4 separate regions of the Gossypium hirsutum genome follow, and all the other regions are linked to region 3. A link is a contact called in public Hi-C data. All regions are on one chromosome and are shown on one strand. Each heading gives the region's core, a stretch centred on a gene start, on an enhancer-like site or on the middle of the called end of the contact. The rest is flanking DNA. Distances are from core to core; before and after follow the strand shown. Region 1 holds the start of LOC107892221 (glycerol-3-phosphate dehydrogenase [NAD(+)]). Region 2 holds the start of LOC107892748 (NAC domain-containing protein 8-like). Region 3 holds the start of LOC107892240 (terpene synthase 10). Region 4 holds the start of LOC107892216 (zinc finger protein CONSTANS-LIKE 7).

Evidence for each region. A called contact is a pair of places that touch in the nucleus more often than the background predicts.
Region 1: a Hi-C map of leaf shows a contact between it and region 3, with 2.4 times the contacts expected there. The contact joins the promoter of LOC107892221 here to the promoter of LOC107892240 in region 3. A contact is called at or near these places in 2 of 34 Hi-C or Micro-C datasets (leaf and petal).
Region 2: a Hi-C map of leaf shows a contact between it and region 3, with 3 times the contacts expected there. The contact joins the promoter of LOC107892748 here to the promoter of LOC107892240 in region 3. A contact is called at or near these places in 5 of 34 Hi-C or Micro-C datasets (callus and leaf).
Region 4: a Hi-C map of leaf shows a contact between it and region 3, with 2.0 times the contacts expected there. The contact joins the promoter of LOC107892216 here to the promoter of LOC107892240 in region 3. A contact is called at or near these places in 3 of 34 Hi-C or Micro-C datasets (all in leaf).

Annotation. Positions count from the first base shown.
Region 1 is chrD09:10,559,766-10,563,023 of Gossypium_hirsutum_v2.1, forward strand. LOC107892221 (glycerol-3-phosphate dehydrogenase [NAD(+)]) reads right to left here and starts at 1,688. Exons shown (of 12, transcript XM_016817235.2): 1 at 1,542-1,688; 2 at 694-1,432; 3 at 378-454; 4 at 213-285; 5 at 1-80. The coding sequence starts at 1,021. LOC107892218 (pectate lyase) reads right to left here. Exons shown (of 3, transcript XM_016817234.2): 2 at 2,688-3,258; 3 at 2,232-2,601. The coding sequence ends at 2,377.
Region 2 is chrD09:9,790,833-9,794,333 of Gossypium_hirsutum_v2.1, forward strand. It overlaps LOC107892748 (NAC domain-containing protein 8-like), which reads left to right and starts at 1,665. Exons shown (of 6, transcript NM_001398515.1): 1 at 1,665-1,971; 2 at 2,868-3,000; 3 at 3,090-3,276. The coding sequence starts at 1,964. It overlaps TRNAD-GUC (transfer RNA aspartic acid (anticodon GUC)), which reads right to left and starts at 594; the gene lies at 523-594.
Region 3 is chrD09:10,190,997-10,194,627 of Gossypium_hirsutum_v2.1, forward strand. LOC107892240 (terpene synthase 10) reads right to left here and starts at 2,260. Exons shown (of 7, transcript XM_016817264.2): 1 at 1,914-2,260; 2 at 1,505-1,775; 3 at 1,041-1,419; 4 at 715-933; 5 at 444-582; 6 at 117-362; 7 at 1-26. The coding sequence starts at 2,138.
Region 4 is chrD09:10,627,152-10,630,495 of Gossypium_hirsutum_v2.1, forward strand. LOC107892216 (zinc finger protein CONSTANS-LIKE 7) reads left to right here and starts at 1,954. Exons shown (of 3, transcript XM_016817233.2): 1 at 1,954-3,055. The coding sequence starts at 2,288.

The DNA.
Region 1 (3,258 bases), core at 438-2,937, 370 kb after region 3:
TACTTTACCAACAAGCCTCTTGCATATGCCCTCCATAAATTGATGAGGGGTCACAAAGACCAACATGTTTGCATCTTTTACTGCAGAATTTCGATTTCAACCGTAAACATAGTGAACATCTATCCCTAACTACCCTAGCTACAAGCATTCAAGAATATAAATGAAGCAAAAAGGGTACAAGAAATGTAAAGAAAAAAGGGGAAATTGATTACCTGCATTGTCGAGGTCTGGATCCGCAATGACATTTTTGCCGAGCTTAATACCAGGAAGGTATTTAACATTTTCCTAGTGAAACAAAAGCAAGCCCACTTACAGGTTGAGAAAATCTACAAGAAAATAAACAAATGGACAGAAAATGAATGTTTTCAAGTGCTCACATTAGTTTTGTTAATGACATCTGTAAGCTTTTCATCCGTTTGCAATGTCTCCTCAAATACCCACATCCTCACTTCATCTGGATTTTTCATTAGAACAAATTGCAATTCAATTCCAAATCTAAAACCATAAAAACTTCCACTTAGTATTATCAAATCTCAATACTTCTAAACATAGTTAAGTAATCTTTTTCATCATTCCACCATATGAATCTCACAAGCTAACATCTTTGGGGAGCTTTTCCCCGGTTTCTAAATCGTTGAAAGAAACGGAAAATCATGCAAGAAACAAAAAGATGAGTGAAGGGTAGACAAATACCATGAAAAGAGTTGAGCTTGAGAGTGTTAGAAGCAATGAGCTTAGCAGCAACACTACCCCAATTACCACTACCAACAACAGTGACCTTTGATTTAGAGACAACTTGACCATCATTCCCAAAATTGTTTACAGTGTCAGCGTGATGGGGTGTTGCAGTTTGGGGTTCAGCTTCTTGGTGTGGGGGAGAGAGAGGTTCAAAAGCAGGAGCCATTGAAATGAAAGGGGAGAAATGGGAGGAAGAAAAGATGAGTGGCAATGAAGAAATGAAAGTGAAGTCAGAAAAGAGGGAGAAAGATGAAGAAGAATATAAGGGGAAATGAAAGCGCATGAGGGCGGAGATGACAGACACGTTGTCGTCACAAACAATGAAACAAAGTTATCTTTTATGCTTTCATTTGTTGAAGTTGGCGATCTACTCTATGTTGCTTTTGCTTTCTTCCTTCGGGTTTTCTTTCCAAGTCAAAACTACTGCAAGTTTGGACCTCACTTTGCAAAGTAATTTTGTAATGACATGGTTGTTTTGGCAATTTATCAGTGAATAAAAATGAAAGTGAGACCAATGAAGGCTATGATCCAAAGAACAAAAACCGTCGTGGAACTTGTCTTGGGTCCATTTCAATAAAGAAATATCTTAGACCCATTTTCTAATGGGTCAATATATTTTAGCCCAAAACTGGTTGGGTCAATATATAGAGATAGATAGGGAGAGATACTTGATATTCATGGTAAAAGCAAAGGTCTGCAAGAAGATGATATGAGATAGAAAGAAGTTTAGTAAATTGCAATTGGCATTTGCAAATGTTTGAGACAGTGACTGACTTTAATTAATCACAATGTAATAAACATACCAAAAAGCTTGAAGCTATGAGTGCATGCGGGAGATTCTGTCTTGCATTCCCACTCTACTCAAATCACATTGCGGTCTAGCTCAGATATTCAGTTTCTCCATGATTTACGCCCAAAACTTGGCTTTTAGTTGCTCCTTTTTATATGAAAATTTTCTTCCTATAAACCATTGTTTGTTTCACACATCAAAACTAGATCGCATGATTATTACTATTATTAATTTTCTAAATTAAGGTTTTCCATTTTTGGTTATTACTATTATTAATTTTTTAAGGAATACTATTACTATTATTATTAAGTTTTTATTAGTAAAATTCTATATTTTAATTTTTTTCAACGACAAAGAATAAATTAATTGATGATTAATTGGGTTTGTTTGCATTGACATTTTGGTACTTCAAAAGCAATAACTTTTTCGGTGACAATTATCCAAACGCTCACAACATTTTATATAAATACTTTTTATCTTTTTCCATTATAATTAATGCTTTGGTTTGACTTTTTATCCATGAAAGCATTTAAGAGATATAAAATATATACTTTTTATACGTTATGTAGATAAAACAAGCAAAACTCTCTTATCAATAAAGACAATCACTTTCATGAAAAAGTACACTTTAGCCACTTATAGCAGATTACATAAAAGCAACCCTAAACTGCAGTTGCATGCTTTGATCTATCAATACAGAAAATTACTACAAATTAACTGTATAGGATTAATGATTAATCCAAGTTGTGTCCAATTTCAGGCAACATGCAGAGGTCGTCGTTTCATTACATTCTTAAAAGAAACAAAAAGACTAAATTATAATTAAACTGCTAATTATAAGTTTAAAACTAGCAGTGGGAACCCCTTCTACATTTGAGTGCGCCAGCAGTCATTGTCATTGTACCCACAAGAGAAGATGGTCTAGCACTAAGGCTCGAAGCCCTAGAAAAGGTTGAAGATGCACCAGAAGCACCGGTTTGCCTGAAAAAGGCTCCATTCAACATCAAGTCTCCTTCGGATCTCCAGTTCCAGCGTTTCCATTCACTCTCTGGTGCATTCTCATGCTTGGTCACCTACAAAAATCATTACATATGGTAGTGTGAAAATGGTGATATATATGAGTTAACTCGTGCTAATGAGGACTTTGAAAATTAATTACCTCTTTCTTTGATCTATCATTGGGTGCTAGAAACCTGTTTCCTTGGCTGTTGATAGTAGGGTTTGCACTGCCACCAATGGCGTACATTTCCCAATGGGTGTAATCGTTGTTCACCACATGGAAATATCCAAGTCTACACCTTGGCATTCTTTGAATTAGACCTTCCCCGAAATGGTTAAAGGCAACAGTGACTTGCATGTTTTTATCTTGCATATAGGAATCACTGTGGCCCAAAAGCATGACTTTATCATGATGGGTCATGTAGTTGTTTGATATAGTCACGGCGGTGGATCCATGGATGACATCGATGAGTCCATCATGACAATTCGACAATGAACAATGGTCAACCCATATATTCTTGCTGCCAAAGATTGAGACACCATCACCGTCCGATGGAGTCCAATGCCCTGCATGATGGGGAGAGTCTCTTATAATTGTACTACCCCCGGGTTTACAATCATGTATGTGGATGCCATGGATTATGATGTTCGACACATAATGGATGGTGATGCATGGTCCACCCGATATGTGAACGCTCGCACCTCGACCGTCTATTGTCTTGAAAGAGTTC
Region 2 (3,501 bases), core at 415-2,914, 400 kb before region 3:
TAATCTTTTTAATATAATATCTAATTTTACCATGATCGTTATTTTTAACTTCACTAAAATCAATTTCAGTATCATTTTTTTAAAAAAAAACCTTAAAAAGGACCTGACAGTGAAAATTTTGCCATCACTATATGTTAGCTTCAAAATTTTAAGTAAATTTACTGTTTGAATGCAGATAATTAAGAAATTTTAGCATATTTAAATTCTGATTTTTTCGGATTTAATATTTTTAAAATTTTTAAAATTATTTTTTTGTGAATTCGGATATTTGAGAAAGAATAAAATTTAATTTGAATTTAGATAATAATATTCGAATAATTTGTAAAAATAAATCCTATAAAAGAGAGGCTAACATTGATTTTTTGAACAGATTGGGCTTGATTTGTAGCATTATGTATTTAACTGCAGGCCTGTAATATCATGGGCCCCCAAGTCTCTCAACACCCATCTTTCTTACATTTTATTGGCATCCGGTTTAACGCATAACCAATGAAAAATGAAAAAAATAAAAACAATGAAAATCGCCGTTGCCGGGGATCGAACCCGGGTCACCCGCGTGACAGGCGGGAATACTCACCACTATACTACAACGACTAGATGCTTAATGATCAAGTTTTATTAAATTTCATATATTTGTCAGATAAAATGTCCTTTTTCAAAAAATTATATGTTATTATATACTGTTATTCCCTAATTATGTGAGGTTGAGTTAGCGTTTTTCAAATATAAAAATTAAAAATGACATTTTTATTTATGATTGAAAGTAAATATTTACAACAAATCAAAATCACATTCGTATTCAAATTGCTCTAAACACAAACAAATTTACAATGCTTGTATTACTTCAATTCTTGTATTTAATTTTATCCAATTTAAATCTCTTATAAAGTTGCAATGTTTCATGACTTAAAAGAATGTTTTCATTGAACCCCATGTAATGACCTAATAGTCAGGGTGTTTACCATCTCAAGTGTATCTTGGATTTGAGTCGCACTAGTCACATTTATTGTTCGAACTTTATCCTGTTATTATAATTTACTAACAAAATCAAGGTTTTCATAAGATTTACCAATCACAAATTATTTAAAGCATAATACACTTTTAGATTTATTTACAGAATTAATGATAATAATGCTTAGTATCCAATTAAAAAGGAAGCCGCGTCGGAAACAGTGGAATTTTCAGTAAAAAAGTTCTCTTTTTCTTTTCAATTATTATTAAAAAATTTAAAAATTGAGTTTGGTTAAATTCTACTTTTAATCCTTATATTATACTCAGTTTACCTATTTAGTTCATAATTTTTAATTTAATTCTACCGTTACTAATGTCCTCACTAGCACCATTAAATTTTTTGTCACTTGATTACAGTAATTGTTAGAAAACCCGAAGCAAAAAAAAAATTGTTTTCCTTTAGAATGGTAAATCTATTTTACAAATTATTTCAGTCGAATAATGAATTTTTGATAATATTAGTAAAATACAGGGACTGAAGATGGAATTTAGACCAACAATTTGAAGTGTTCCAATGAACCAACGTTCCCATTGTCAAGCTTGGGAGGCAAGTAGGAGATTGAAGATAATTACGAAAAATGCCATGAAGCTCGAAATTCGAAGCTGCCAAGTGCTTAAACATTCTTCAGACAAGGAACCGAACTTCGTGTCCGAACCAAATGGTTCGGGTCCAGGTTTAGTCAACTACGGGACCTACAAATGAAAAAAACAAAACAAACTTCCGCTCTGATGTCATTCTCCGAAGCTGAGATTGAGTTTCCGAGCCTATTATATGAGTTCCAAAGCAAAATTTCCCGCTCTCTCTCTCTCCTTTCATCGTTCGATTACTTAGCCTAGTGTAGAAAAAGGGCAAAGGGAAAGAGAAGTATTTAGAGAGCTTAAAAGCTTCGCTTATACTCTCTTCTCTATTCATCATTCTTCTTCTTCCTCTTCCCCTTTCTTTACTTTGTTAATGGCGAGGTAAGGTTAAAGAAATTAATGATAAAAAATAATGAATTTAATGATAATATTTTCATTGTTTAATTGACTGATTTTGGGTTGGATTCTTTTTTCTTTGGGAAAAAAATTGGACTTTTAACTTGAAATCCCCATTTTCAACTGAAGTTTTGATGTTGAATTTATGGGGGAAATACGTGATTTAAGATTCTGGGTTACCATGAAATTCCTTTTTTTATTTCTTGGGTTACTTTTTTTAGGCAATGGGGGTATAGTAAAAACTTGCTGTAAAGGGGGTTGGTTTTTTTTTAACCCCTATTTTCCTTAATTTCACCTGAGTTTGAAGACGTGGGGGGACTTTGTCATTCATTGAGTGATTGTGTTTGTTCATCCATTATGAGCTCCATTGAGAGAGTTTACATGATGTTATTTGATGATCATCCTTTCTTAGAAGCTCTTCATTACTGCACAAACTGTTGTTAATGGAAAAGCTTCCTTTAAATTTACCTAGACATAGGAGGCATGGTGGGTAGAGTTAACTGATTTTTGGTTGGAATTCTTTTCTGGATAAATTTATGGACTTTTAAGAAAATAAATCCCTCACATCTGGGTTATTTTATTTCTTGATTTAATGGGGTTTGTAAGTTACATAAAAACTTACCATAAATAGAGTTGGTTTTTATATTTAACCCCCTATTTTCCCATTGAGTTTAATTTTGTGGTACCTTTTGGGTGGGGGTCATCAAGTGCAACTGTTTCTTCATCCAGTATGAGGTTCATTGAGAGAGTTCATGATTTCTTACAACTGTTATTAATGGAAAATCATCCTTAAAAAAACAACCTGTTTCTTTACACTTCTCCAATGTATGTTTTGTTTTTGGACTATTTTGCTCATAACAAAAACCATTGTTGTTTTGCAGGAGCTGGCTTGTTGATAGCAGAGCAATAGCAAAGAAAGTAAAAAATGCTTCATGGTCTTCTTCCGTTCAAATCACTGATTGCGGAGCGAATCGTGAATGTCCCAACTGTCATTATCGTATCGATAACAGCGATGTAAGCGGAAAACATCATTGTTTCAATCGAATTTTTTAAGGTTTTTATGGTTTTCTTACACTTATGTGTGGGGGCTGTTTTATTTGCAGGTGTTTCCTCAATGGCCTGGCCTTCCAGTGGGAGTGAAATTTGATCCATCTGATTCAGAGCTTTTAGATCACTTAGCCGCTAAGTGCGGTGTCGGAGACTCGAAAGAACACCTGTTTATCGATGAGTTTATTCTGACGCTCTGCGAGTGTCAGGGGATTTGTTACACTCATCCTGAGAATCTTCCAGGTAAATGTGGTTATGGATGAACTAATTTTGTTGTTTTTACATTGCTGTCACATGTAGGATGAACTCGATTTACCATATTAGCCCATTTTGTGGGTATTACGCATTTGGCATTAATCGAATCCATGTTGCAACGTTCGGAATTCACAACAATGGAAAATATACACTGCAGCTTGATTTGGATACTATATTTTTGTTTTTTACATTGCTGTCATATGTAGGATGAAT
Region 3 (3,631 bases), core at 1,010-3,509:
GGGACATCACCTCTTTTAAGTTCATCCTAATCAACCAAATCCATGCGCAGAACAAGTATTAGATATGCGAATCAAACAAAAAACAATGATCTAAGGAGTGTGCATATATTGCATACCATTGATGTCCCAAGATCATCAGCAAGTCGGAAAATTATGGCCGAGCAATAAATTAGATTGGAATCTTCCTTCCAGTACTCCAAGCACTCCTTTGTTGTTAGATTTGGTGAGGAAAAAATATGTGATAGCACTAAGGGAACCGCAATAGAAATCCATGCATTATCCATATACTCGTTTAATGTTGGTATGTATCCACTGTAATACCACTTTGCCTCCACTAAGTAAGCTTTGCATAACTCTGCCCACTGAATACATGATAACTCTATTTTAATATGTAAAATTAAAGGAAATAGTTATGGATGAAAACAAAGATCTGAGCTTAGTACCGCTTTCTTCAATAAAGGAATGGTATGAAATCCATGTTCCTTGAGATTATCAAATGCTATTTCGTTTATGGAGTTGTAAAGAGCAAAGAAACATATCTTCATATATTCTGGGAGAAGCTCCATTGCATTTATATCCCATCTAAAATATTAAACACAACTTAAAAAGGTTCTTGTCTATAATTAACTTAGATTTGGACTTTTTGATACCAACCTTACCCAATCACTGAAGTGGGGGAGAAGAATATTAAACTTTAGAAAATTCATATCATACCTCTCAACAGCTTGAGTGAAGAGCTCTAACTCGTCCAATGTACCATACACATCATACACATCATCAATACTTGTTATTAATGCGATAATCTTTGTTAGAGTTCTTCTAAGGTTCCCAAAATGAGGATCAAATGCAATGCCTACTGTCCATAGAAAGTTTTCCATCAACATGTCTCTTGCAAAGGGTAGCTTTTCTCCCAGACCTATATCCCTCCACCACCTGCACAATCGTTTCATCTCAAAAGATTAGATGACAAATATATGTGTGTGTGTGTGTGTATTTAATTAATAAAATTCCATTCTTTGTTAGACCATGGATGCACTTACTTGGAAGCGTATATTAGATCATCCTGGTACACTGCTTGCACAATATTAAAATCCAATTTAGCGAGCTCCAAAAGAATAGGATTTCTTTTCTCTCTTTTCTCGTACACATCTATAAACCACCTGGCTTCTAACCTTGACACCCTCCAATGTAGAGGAAGTTCCAAGGCATGCTCCACTAGCATCCTAACATATTCATCTAATTTCTTTTGTTTCAGATATTGTTGAAGCTGTTTAGCTGCGAAATGCCTTGCAGTGTCTAAGATACCTTCATCCTCCATGGAAAGGTGTGAAGCTTCATACAAGTTTAGAAGCCCTTTGCAGTCCTCACAAAGACTCGACTTGAAATTCCCCATCTCGTCCATGAAACCGGAGAAAACCTCTGCACGTATAGAAAATTTTATATGTTTATTACTATTACTATTTTTACAGCAGTTTGTTTTAAACAAAATCTCTGCACTTCTTACCTTCAGTTAAATTATAACCATGCTGCCTTAGGAGTCTAAATTCAAGTGCTGTAGCATATAAGTTGCCTTCCTTCCATAAAGCCTTGCTCTGATCAGCCCTTATATGGATATCCTCCAAAATCCTCTTGGTTTCATCCTGAAAATGATAAGATAAACCGAGCCTCTGCAAGGTATCGATCAGCTCAAGCTTCTCTAAAGGGTCCATAACTTTCTCAAGCATCATTCTCACTTCGCCCAGAAGTCTGATTGCTTGTTCATTAAATGATTCCCCCTGGATGGGTAGTAAATATATTCTCAGCTTGGATAAAATATAAATTTTGTAACTTCAAAGTAATTGGCGTGCAAATGTTCAGTTCTAAGTTTTAACTACTTATTACAACAAGAAGCAATGTAAATAATATAAATATACCAGATAGTCACTCTTGAGCGACTGAATATAATCGTACTCCCAAGTAGGAGGATGGTAATTAGCAGACCGTCTAACAATTTTTTGATCCGAATCATTGGCTTTAGCAACAGATTTGGAGGCTCGAACAACACCCAAGTTGTTGACATTTGATCTGTTGGAGGTGCCTTTCGTGTGCAATCTGATGAAACTGCTGCTAGGAACTGCAGTTACGAGACTAAAGGCCATGAAAAAGCTCCACTTAGGCAATTTCAAATGAGTGATTCAACTTTAGAGCTTAGCTGTACTTTACTTTCAGAAAAGAAAAAAAAAGATTCAACTTTCTGCAAAAACCGACGCATGCCACACCATGTATATATAATCAGTTAATGCTATTTTCTTTTTATTATATTTAGAAGTCAAATTGACTTTTCAAAGCCTTTTTAACTTCTCAAAACCAAATAAAGCTTGAAGCCAAGAGTTGCCGTACAATTTGGTTAGTAACGTGGCAGGTTGGTGATGATTACATAAGGATTTAGATGAAAATAATGATAAATTTACTGGAAGTTACATAAAACACTAGATAATTATGGCTTGCAAGCTAGTAACCTTATCTTTGATTAAGTTGATTAATTATGAATCTGGCATGAGTTTAAGTATACTTATCCATAAGCTAAAACGGTTTAACCAAGCCTATAAATATGTAAGCATAATGTGTATAGAAAGAATAAGTGGTGTGAGTAAAAGAACAAGAAAAAAAAGACAGCGTAAGATAGAAAACTAGCAGCAACTAGTACAGAGAGAAAAAAAAAATTATTTGTATTGTGTAATATTTGTGTGTAATAAAATTATTTTTCAGTTATTAATTGTCCATACACTTCCAACAAGTGGTATTCGAGTTAGGTTCATGTCGACGTCACAATGGGAAACATGATTCAACTGCAGATCCTGAAATCAACAAAGACAATTTATGGAAATTGGAGCATTCAAAAGAAGGATTTGCTTGATTCTTAAGATTGTTGGGTTATTGTTGAAGAAAGATATGTCGAGCCCGAAAATGCAGCTGTCGAAGTGGTTTTGACAAACGAGGAAAAAAGAGCATTGAAAGAAGTTTGTAAAAAAAGATAAGAGAGCGTTTTTCTTTATTTTTCAAAGTGTTCATGAATCAACCTTTGAAAACATTTCAAATGCGAAGACATCAAATGAAGAATGGGGGATTTTGCAAAAAATCCCTTCGAGTGGAAAAAGCAAAAAAGCTACACTTACAAACCCTTAGAGTCGAATTTGAGATGTTGAAGATGAAAGTTTCAAAAATTGTTGATGATTATGTCACCCGAGTGAAAGTGGTGGTAAATGAAATGAAAAGGAATAGAGAAAATTTTGATGACGTAAGAGTAATAGAAAAAAGTTTGTCGTCATTAACACAAAAATTTGATTATGTGGTTATTGCCATTGAAGAATCAAAATATTAATCACAAATATCAATCAAAGAACGTGTGGGTTCCCTCCAAGCCTATGAGCATAAAATCAAGCAAAATGATGATACTGGAAATTTGGAGCAAGTCTTGCAAAGCAAGTTGTCCTTCAATAAAAGTGGATCTAGTAATAGTTTTGGACAAGGTTCAAGCAATCGTGGAGGATATAGAGGTGGACGAGGAACACCTGGACGAGGCAATCAATTATATGGTAGAGGCCAAACAAATGAAATATATCAGACATCAATTCATAGAAGAGGAGTTCGA
Region 4 (3,344 bases), core at 704-3,203, 440 kb after region 3:
TGCATAAACAACTCTTTGGTGTCCTTTATTTTTGTTTGTACAATTTTTAATAGTGCTAAGCCATAGTGACCACTAGACAACATATGTTTCAACTTTTTTAAGCTTCTTGCCAAAAAAAAATCATTTTAAAAGGTTGCTATTTTTACAAAATTGGAAGTAAACAAAACTCAATACAACATACTCAAATCAAACCAAAATTTAATTTATACTAATCAAATTTATTAAACGAAACAAATAATGTGATACTTACATATCTCAATCCCTAACTGCCAAAGTCCTAAAGTAAGAAGCAAAGTAGATATTTGATGAATGTTGACAAACTCAAATAAAATAGAAAAAGTAAGGAAAGAGTTTTCCAAAGATTATTGACGAACCCCAAATTGGAGCTTTGTAGAGGTGTTCAGCCTGCATGTCACGGAGGCTGCCAAAAAGGTGTAAGCAAAAAGCTAAAAAGGTTCTCAAAAAGGGGACCCTCAACTTTGCACTTTCTCATGCCTTTCTTTCCTGATTGGCTACTGGGTTTTTCTCTGTTGACTTCCACCATATTTTTTGCCATTAAGTCGCCCCCTCCATGCCCTTATTACATTCCTGTTTCATTAGTCTAACCTTTGGTGATTGGTTTTTGCTTCACTATCATACACTTACTGAAAAGTAATAATTTTTTGCTTTTCTGGTTTTTGAACTTCACATGAAAGCTTTAGTTTCTATGATTAATTTCACTTATAATTATTAAATTACTTTCACAATTATTATATCTAATATGTTTCCCCATCCCTCTAAAGGAGGACTTAAAGTTTTAAACTACAATACAAGACGGCCTGACTCACTCGGCCCGATTTTTAGGTAAGATGTTTCTGGTTTGGACTTCATCAACTCTATTTCAAATTAAATAATAAAATATTTTTATTTAAATTTATTATAAAATATTTAAAATTTATATTAATATTATTAAAATATATAATTAATAAACATTATCTAATAAGATTGTTACACATACCGTCACAATTACAATTATAAAGAATACATATGAATGATTATAACCAGAATTAATCTTATAAAACTTGATCGATAATTAGAATATATCCAGATCTATACCTTATTAAATATATACAAAGTTCACATATAGTAGGACATAAACTAAAATGAATGTTGTTTGAGAACTCACACACGATTTATATCTTAAAGTTCCAAGAGCGTTAACTTCGTGATTAAGCTAAGGCCTTTTTGAGGTAGACCAACTCTGTCGATAAAAGTTTGTAAAGTGTTGTTTGTCATAAGCTGACAAACCCCTCAACAGGTCAATATTATCTGCAATGGGAGTTTTAGCTCCCAACTCTAATAGCCAGGTGCTTCAAGAAGTGGCAAATTCATAAAGTGAAAGCAGTGATAAAAAGGACCATATAGATGGACATAGCCACCTACCAAAGAAATCTCAACATTTGTTCAGTGATATTTGAACTCATGTCTTATAACACTTAGTAGTAACTACACAACTACTTGAGTCAACAATAATAAATATATTTTAATTTTGTCATCTTTTTCACTTTTTGTTTCTTGTTTAATAATTTCTTATGTAAATACATATTAAATATTTGATTATTTAATTATAACATTAACTTTGATATTTTTTTACTTTGATATTTTAATTATTTTTTCCATTATCGCAATTAATTGATTTTATATAAAATAATTTCACAAATCGATATCAAAGTTACATATCTTATTTTAATTGAAGTCAGATATAATTTTTTTATGAAAGAAATTAAATATATTTAATTTTATATCATTTTAATATTTAATTAATATTATTTATTTTTGTAATTAAAAATAAAATACATAAATAAATAATATGAAAATAATTATTTTTTATTTAAAATTTGCTTAATAAATAGATGTCAAGGAAGGTTTAAGAGAATTTTAGAGTAAAGGTGCTTGGTATCTGAATTTTAGCCTAATTGAAATATAATCTTATCTTTCTTTATTAAGCAAAAATCAAACATTTTCCTGTCTTGGCCAATTGGTATCCCTAAAACCCCAACCCTATCTATAGCAACGAAATCCAGATAACAATACAATCTAATCCCCTTCCCAATCATCTTCTTCCACGTGTACATAAAGTGCCACCCCCAATCAACCCAATCACCATCACTTTTCCCCTGTAATTTTCTGACACTTAAGCCTCTTTCCCTTCCATATTGTAGATCCCGCTCTGTTCCCTTTCCCTCTTTAAAGGTCTCTTCTCTCTTTTTTTTTTTTCTTTCCATTTTCTCTCCATCCAAACAGAAATATGTGCAACAATAACAACAGTACTAGGCGAAGCAAAAGAAAACCAAAGTCTCGTAGTTTTTCTCTGAAACATTCTCGGAAAACCCGAACTAAAACTAGGAGACCAAAGTACCTTAGCCTTCTTCACCTTGAAGAAAACTTACCCCAAATGCCATTAACCAACAACAACGATAACAACAACAAAGAAATTACAGATAAACAGCTTAATCTTTTCCCACTTCACCCTGAAAATTTAGTTGAAGATCGTGATACACAGTACGATAATGTTTCTTTGCTTTTCAACACGACAGAGGGAGACAGTGATCATGCTGTTACACTTAACGGTCTTTTAGACAGCGAAGGTAGTGATAATTATAAGAATGAAACGGCGACGGCGACGACCACGACGACTGCGACTACGGTGACGTCGGAAGAGAGTCCTTTGTCGCCTTCTTTTACGTATAGGGGGTATAGCTATGAAGATCGAACGAGGTTGTCGCTTGTACGGGCGGCTATGAAAGGGAAGAAGGAGAGAGATGAGAGTGAGGAGAAGTGGGTGGTTTATTCTGAGGTTGTGGAGAAGAAAGAGATGGAAGAAGTGAGTAGCGGCGGCGGAGGAGACGGTGGTTATGATGGCGGTGCATGGTGGAGTAAGAAGAAGATGAAAAAGTTGTTGGCTTTGAAGCTTGACTATGAGGAGATAATGAATGCTTGGTCTGGTAAGGGCCCCCTTTACATTGAAGGAGAGTCCCCTCAAATTGTCCCTCACTTGCATCAACCTTCTCCCAATGTAAGATCTTAGCCCCTAATCAATCATTTCTTTTCTTTTAACTTTTTCTAATGTTAAAAAGTTAGGAGTTATTAATAAAAATATTTAATTTTGGACTTCACTAGATTTCTTTTTATAAAATAAATCATTCAAGATGTTTTTTTTATTCAACTTCAAAAAAATGTTTTTTTATGCACAAATATTTTTATGAGTTCGAATTTAATACACTAACTATATATATTAAAAAAAATTTATGTACAAGTCAAAATAAATCAATGGTGTATGGTAATAAATTGGAAGAGTATTGCAT